Linked DNA regions of Mus musculus: region 2 is linked to region 1. Evidence: chromatin contacts called from public HiChIP or PLAC-seq data. All regions are on one chromosome and are shown on one strand. Each heading gives the region's core, a stretch centred on a gene start, on an enhancer-like site or on the middle of the called end of the contact. The rest is flanking DNA. Distances are from core to core; before and after follow the strand shown.

What was found. HiChIP or PLAC-seq counts read pairs in DNA pulled down with a chosen protein or histone mark.
Region 2: an H3K4me3 HiChIP or PLAC-seq map of bone marrow-derived macrophages shows a contact between it and region 1, with 2.2 times the contacts expected there. The contact joins two enhancer-like sites. A contact is called at or near these places in 12 of 39 promoter capture datasets (the 3T3-L1 cell line, 3T3-L1-derived adipocytes, the C10 cell line and 10 more), 4 of 15 datasets of contacts at CTCF or cohesin (CD8 T cells, the NIH/3T3 cell line, embryonic stem cells and 1 more), 28 of 484 Hi-C or Micro-C datasets (the Ba/F3 cell line, the C2C12 cell line, CD4 T cells and 22 more), 23 of 115 datasets of contacts at active chromatin or transcription factors (DN3 thymocytes, the HPC-7 cell line, acute myeloid leukemia and 14 more) and 3 of 9 other capture datasets (adipose tissue, liver and pancreatic islet).

Annotation. Positions count from the first base shown.
Region 1 is chr4:126,193,461-126,196,935 of GRCm38.p6, forward strand. It overlaps Thrap3 (thyroid hormone receptor associated protein 3), which reads right to left. Exons shown (of 12, transcript NM_001356455.1): 2 at 857-944. Among named protein-coding and RNA genes, the nearest start is that of Gm25323, 6.1 kb to the right of the region's middle. Within about 2 kb of position 1,606, at least 20 of the 459 cell types and tissues checked have an H3K27ac peak or open chromatin away from gene starts, as enhancers often do. A contact at or near this core is called in bone marrow-derived macrophages, where this site is marked.
Region 2 is chr4:126,307,702-126,311,299 of GRCm38.p6, forward strand. Col8a2 (collagen, type VIII, alpha 2) reads left to right here. Exons shown (of 4, transcript NM_199473.2): 3 at 1,899-2,095; 4 at 2,679-3,598. The coding sequence starts at 1,915. Among named protein-coding and RNA genes, the nearest start is that of Adprhl2, 12 kb to the right of the region's middle. Within about 2 kb of position 2,285, at least 45 of the 459 cell types and tissues checked have an H3K27ac peak or open chromatin away from gene starts, as enhancers often do. A contact at or near this core is called in bone marrow-derived macrophages, where this site is marked.

The DNA.
Region 1 (3,475 bases), core at 356-2,855:
GTGAGTGGTTATAGTCTGTAACCCAAACTGACCCCAGACTTTAGTCAATTCTGCCTCAGCCTTCTGGGTGCTAGAATTACAGGTATATATAAACCCCACCTCACTTCAATTTTTCTTTTTCTTATTTTGGGGGAAGAGGAGATTGGGTTCCCAAACCAAACTGTCCTAAAACTCACTATGTAATTCTCCTACTTTCATTTCCCAAGAACTCAGATTATCATTATAAACCTAATCAAAGACTTTTTAAATTACAGGGGTAGGCGTGGTGGTTGATGCCTTTAATTCCAGCACCCAGGAAGCAAAGGTAGACATATCTGAGTTTGAGGACAGACTGGTCTACAAAGAAATTCTAAGCAAACCAGGGCTTCACAGTGTGACACCGTCTCAAAACAAGCAATAGCTATATAACCTGGGGGCTAGAGAGATGATTTAGTGGTTAAGAGTACTTACACAAATCATGAGGGTCAGAGTTCAGATCCCAGCACCAGTATTAAGCTGAACATCCTACCTGTGATGTCATTGTGGGGAGAAGGTGACAAAAGAATCTTTGGGGCCTAGTGGGAAAATAAGAGCTCCACATTCAGAGACTGCGTCACAGGGACAGATCAGAGTAAGAGAGGAGGAGACACAATGCCTTCTCCTGGCCTCTGCAGACACATGTGTACACACATATACACATTACAACATAAAATTGAGACAGAAATCCTATGGATTTAACTCCAGATAATAAATTCAACATAACTGGTGTGTGTGTGTTTTGAGACAGGGCTCACTATAAAGCCCTGGCTGGGTTGAACATAAATGCTTCTTAAAATTAGTGTAGTCATTAAGATTTTTTTTACCACCAAGCATTTACCTCAGTAGAATCAATGATTCAACTTGAACTGCCTCTGAAAAACACCAGCAGCACCACTGGCTTCTTCAATTACAGTCAGGGTATAACTCTGCAATGAGAGGAAGTGGTAAAATGGCTACTATAGCTTAAAGATTCTATTATTGTTTAAAACCCACAACAAAAGTTCTACTTTAGAGGCTGGAAAGATGGTTCATTTATTAAGAGTGCTTGCTGTAGTCAGTCATGGTATGTCACAGAACTCTAGGTTTTAGGTTAGCCTGGTCTACATAGTGAGTATCAGGATAGCCAAGGCTATAAATTGAAACTGTCTTTAAAAAAAAAAAAAATTAAATCCCTATCCCAACCGTTTAACTGTTTGCCATTCAATGGTGAGAACCTGAATTTGAATCTCCAGTATGAACATAAGATCTGGGTGTGTGGAGCCGGGCGTGGTGGCGCAAGCCTTTAATCCCAGCACTCCGGAGGCAGAGGCAGGCGGATTTCTGAGTTCGAGGCCAGCCTGGTCTACAAAGTGAGTTCCAGGACAGCCAGAGCTACAGAGGAACCCTGTCTCGAGGAAAAAAAAAAAAAAGAAGAGTGGGAATGCAGCTCAGTAGCCAAGGATGCAAGCAACAGCAGATCCAATTTCCAACAGTTTAATAAGCAAGGTAGATATGCGTACATGCATGGCAGTAATTCCATCACTATGGAAACAGAGTCATAAGAGATCAAAAGTTCCAGGTCTAGGCTGGTGAGATGGCTCAGAGGTTAAGAGCAAGCACTTGCTGCTCTTCCTGAAAACCCAAATTTGGTGCCCAGTTATGACACACACACACATTATGTGGTCTGAAACAAGAAAAGTGGTTAAAAAAAAAAAAAAGGGGCTGGGCAGTAGTGGTTTGCGCAGGCCTGTAATCCCAGCACTTGGGAGGCAGAGGCAGGCGGATTTGAGTTCGAGGCTAGCCTGGTCTACAGAGTGAGTTCCAGGACAGCCAGGGCTACACAGAGAAACCCTATTATCACACACACTCCTTACCCAGAAAAATCAAAAGCCCATGTGTTGATGCTATTCCTGGCTATCAACTTGACTACACATTTAATTAACTAAAGCACAACAGCTGAGCATACCTGTGAGGGACTTTTTTTTTTAATTATATTTTGGTTTTTTTTTTTTGGTTTTTCGAGACAGGGTTTCTCTGTATAGCCCTGGCTGTCCTGGAGCTCACTTTGTAGACCAGGCTGGCCTCGAAATCAGAAATCCGCCTGCCTCTGCCTCCGAGTGCTGGGATTAAAGGAGTGCGCCACCACGCCCGGCTTAATTATATTTTGTATTTAGAGTATGTTGTGGCTCCAGTCACAAACAATAGTAGCAAGTTACCAACCATGTATGTAGGTGTGGGGAATTGAACCTGGGTCCCTCTGAAAGAGCAGTCATTGTTCTTAACTAATGAGCCATCTCTCCAACCCAGAATTTTTAAAAACAATTAAGTCACTTAAGTCATTTAAGTGGGAAGACCCTCTTCTGATCTGATACACTTAATACACTTTTAATCCAGATCTTTTTTCTAACCCCACTCACCCCCCCCCCCTCCAAGACAGTCTCTCACTTGTAGCTGGCTATTCTGGAACCTGATCTATATATCAGATTGGCCTTGAACTCACAGAGATCAACTTGTCTGTCTCCCTAGTGCTGGGAATAAGGGCCTGCACCTCCACTGCTCAGCCCTGGCTGAAAATTATTCACTGTAATAACTAAAAATCTAAATATAGCACAGCACTAATGCATTTGAGAAGTTTTAGTGTGGCCCACTAGCACTATTTAGTCCTCTATCAAAGTAGTAAAAGTCCTTACTTCCATTATTATTAAAGACCCAGAATGACTAATAAATGAAATGAATTGTGTGTGGCTGTTTCAATTTTTTATAGTAAAGTTTCTTTGAAATATTGGTTTTTACAATATTTCATCCTTTATTTCTATAATTGTCAAATGAATACTGTTATTATTCTCAAAATAGACAAGGAATGAAAAAATTTTCTTCTAGAAGTTCCAAGTAATCTGTATTCAAAAGCTTATTAAAAGCCAATGAAGATCGGTCAGTTTAATCCCAGCACAGAAGAAGACACAGGAGGATCTGTTCCAGAACAGTCAAGGCTACACTGAGAAATCTCTCTCTAAAATGATGGTAAAGTGCTTGCCCTGTAAGAAGAGGAAAACCCTTAGAAGCAGTTGTAAGCAGTTGTGAGCAACCAAACACTGGTACTGAGAATCTAACCTGAGCCTTCTGCAATAATAGTGCCTGCTCTTAACCCGAGTCATCTCTCTGGTTCCTTCTTTTAGATACAGGCTTTCATGGCTTAGCTTTGACTAGCCTGGGACTCACTGTATGGACTAAAATGGCACTGAACTCTAGAAATCCACTTACTTCTCTACCTGCAGAATGATGGAACCAAAGGCACGGACGGACCTCTCTGATCAGCAGAATCTCATTTGTTCTCAAAGTTTTGTTTCTCAAACACCCACACACATCAGAGAACAACTTTCACCATCTGGGACTTGGATCAAACTGATCATTAGGTTCACTGGCAATAATACTGGTTAAGACTCCAAGATAGCCAGGCGGTGATGGCTCACACCTTTAA
Region 2 (3,598 bases), core at 1,035-3,534, 110 kb after region 1:
CCAAACCAAAAAAAAAACCAAAAAACAAAAACAAACAACAACAACAACAAAAAAACAAGAAAGAAAGAAAGAAAGAAAGAAAGAAAGAAAGAAAGAAAGAAAGAAAGAAAGAAAGAAGGAGGGAGGGAGGGAGGGAGGGGGAGGGAGGGAGGAAGGAAGGAAGGAAGGAAGGAAGGAAGGAAGGAAGAATTTGTGAAGCTGGGCAGTGGTGGTGCACACCTTTAATCCTATCACTCATATCTGAGTCTGAGGCCAGCCTGGTCTACATACTAATTTCCATGACAGCCAGGGCTCTACACAGAGAAACAAGTAAACAGAAAACCACTTTCTGTCACCTACATGGGGTTACAGAGGGTTGTGAGCTGACACGTGGGTGTTTGGATTGGAACCCGGGTTATCTGGAAGAGCAGTGCTCTAAATACTCAGCCATCTATCTCCCCAGCCTCTATGCCCAGCTATGCCCAGTTTTTTTTTAAATTTATTTTATGTTCATTGGTGTTTTGCCGGCCTGTGTATCTGTGCGAAGGTGTCAGATCCCCTGGATCTGGAGTTACAGACAGATATGAGACAGATTTGGTTGCTGGGAATTGAACCAGGGTCCTCTGGAAGAGAAGCCAAGAGAGCTCTTAACCTCTAAGCCAAACCCGGTTTTAAAAAGCATTTTTTGGAGCTGGGCAGTGGTGGTGCATACTGTTAATCCCAGCACTTAGGAGGCAGAGGCAGGCAGATTTCTGAGTTCGAGGTCAGCCTGGTCTACAGAGTGAGTACCAGGACAGCCAGAGCTACACAGAGCAACCCTGTCTCGAAAAAGCCAAAAAGAAAAAGAAAAACATTTTTGGACGCACCAAGTGGCTCAGCAGGTAAGGGCACTTGCTGGGAAGCCTTATGACTTGAGTTTGATCCCCGGGATCTACATGGCAGAAGGAAAGAACCGACTCATGCAAGTTGTCTGATGACTGCAACATTCATATGTGCCCCTCTCTCAAACACATAAGTAAAATGTAATTTAAAAGACACTTAAAAAAAAAAAAAGTAGTGCATTGTGTGGAGAGCGTGCATACTGTTCTAGCATCCCAGTTAGGTTTGCCTTCATCTGGGGCTGCTATGGATAATGTAATGTCATGGACATTTGCATACAAGATTTGTGTAGACATATTACCCTGTTCTATTTGCCCACACTCCCTCTCTGATGAGTATAGTATTCAAGCTGGCAGAACCCAGCCCTTGTTCTCTGAGCTCAGCTAAGAGCTGTGGGTAGCTGGGACTTGAAGGGCTGTGTAGCTGTCAGAAGGCATTGTGGAGGACAGGGACTTGAAGGATAAATAGAAGATAACTGAGGCTCAGAATCACGAGGCTACTGGGGCCTGGGTGCTGTCCTGTAAGGAGTTCTGGGTGACAGTAAAGGTTACAGGGAGAGGAAAGGAAGGAGGGGCTCAAGATAAGGCATTGGCTTCTGCAAGTATGGAGTCCAGATGGACATCAGCGTGATGGGGAATTGCAAGGAACCAAGACAAGTCCCAGACCTGCCTCCCCTATATCATCTGGGTGCTGGGGTTGGCAGTGACCCCAATACGCCCGTGTGGAGATGAGAATTTACATCTCTGAAGAGCCCCGGTGGTAGGTGGTAATTGGCAGGAAGCTGGCCTGCACATAGGTGGCAGGGCCCTCATCTTGAAAAGGTTTGCTTTGGCAAGGTGTGCGCTGGGGTCGAGGTGCTTCTCAGAAGGGTTCTGTCTGGTCGCTGATCCTCGTCTGGGGGAGACTGGTCAGGTCTGGAAGAGGTTTAGCAGACAATACATACAGACCAGTGACTTTGAGATTTGCTTTTGAATAACAACGATCTGAGCCCGTGGTCCTGGTGGCTGGTTTGGTGACAGCCTTTCTTCTTCTCCCTGCAGCCCATCCACAGACGCCATGCAGGGGGCTCTGATGCCCCTGCCTTCGCTGCTGCTGTTGCTGTTGGGGTGTGGGCCAAGAGTGTCCTCTGGCGGCGGAGCTGGGGGTGCAGCGGGCTATGCCCCGGTAAAGTATGTGCAGCCCATGCAGAAAGGACCCGTGGGACCGCCTTTCCGAGAGGGCAAAGGCCAGTACTTGGGTGAGAGCCTCCCCTACTCTACCGTATCTAAGACCGCTCCTCCCTTACCTAAATCCCTCCAGACACTCCAGACCACAGCTCCTCAGGGTGCAACTGAGATCTTCCCATCTTCATTTAGTCTTACTTCGACTGGTCCAGGGATTCTCAGCTTTACAGGGCCTGAAACTGGCTGTGATTGGCTGGTGCAGGTGGTCTTTATAAGGGGGTGGGGCCGGGCAGGAAGATAGATAGGTAATGAAGCAGCTTGACTGGTCTGTAATGCGGGTTATTGGCGCCGCCTGGTGGTGGGATGGCCATCAGGTCTTGCAGCCATAAATATTCTAAGTTCATTGGGCAAGGCCTGGCTGGGAAGTTGGGTACAGGGAGTTCTGGATGAGGACTCCTGCAATGTTCCCAGGATAGCAACGGGACAGGGACAGCTCTAGACGCCCTCCAATATGGGGGGACAGCTCTGGGAGTGTTCTCTGTGAGCAGATTCTCTGTTCCTCCACAGTACTCTGCACATTGCCATGGGGGATTGGATAGATGAGGTACCCAGCTTCCATTGTCCAGGTCTCTGACTGTCCCCTTCTCTCTCTTTCAGAAATGCCTCTACCGATGCTGCCAATGGACTTGAAAGGAGAGCCAGGTCCCCCTGGGAAGCCGGGACCTCGGGGTCCCCCTGGGCCTCCTGGCTTCCCAGGAAAACCAGGCACTGGAAAACCTGGGGTTCATGGACAGCCAGGCCCTGCTGGCCCCCCTGGCTTCTCCCGAATGGGCAAAGCTGGTCCCCCAGGGCTCCCAGGCAAGGTTGGACCACCAGGGCAGCCAGGGCTACGGGGGGAGCCAGGGATACGAGGGGACCAGGGCCTCCGGGGGCCCCCAGGACCCCCTGGCCTTCCTGGTCCCTCAGGTATTACTGTCCCTGGAAAACCAGGTGCCCAGGGGGCTCCAGGGCCTCCAGGATTTAGGGGGGAGCCAGGACCCCAGGGAGAGCCTGGGCCCCGAGGAGATAGGGGCCTCAAAGGGGATAATGGAGTGGGCCAACCAGGGCTGCCTGGAGCCCCTGGACAGGCAGGTGCCCCTGGGCCCCCTGGGCTGCCCGGTCCAGCTGGCTTGGGCAAACCAGGTTTGGATGGGATACCAGGAGCCCCAGGAGACAAAGGTGATTCTGGCCCCCCTGGGGTTCCAGGTTCTAGGGGAGAGCCAGGAGCTGTGGGTCCAAAAGGCCCTCCTGGGGTAGATGGTGTGGGGATACCAGGGGCAGCAGGGGTGCCAGGGCCACAGGGTCCAGTAGGGGCTAAAGGAGAGCCAGGGCTCCGGGGCCCCCCTGGCCTGATAGGCCCTGTTGGCTATGGGATGCCAGGAAAACCAGGACCTAAGGGAGACAGGGGCCCAGTTGGGGCCCCAGGGCTCTTAGGAGACAGAGGTGAGCCAGGAGAGGATGGGAAGCCAGGGGAGCAGGGTCCACAGGGACTTGGGGGTCCACCTGGCCTTCCTGGGTCTGCAGGGCTTCCTGGTAGA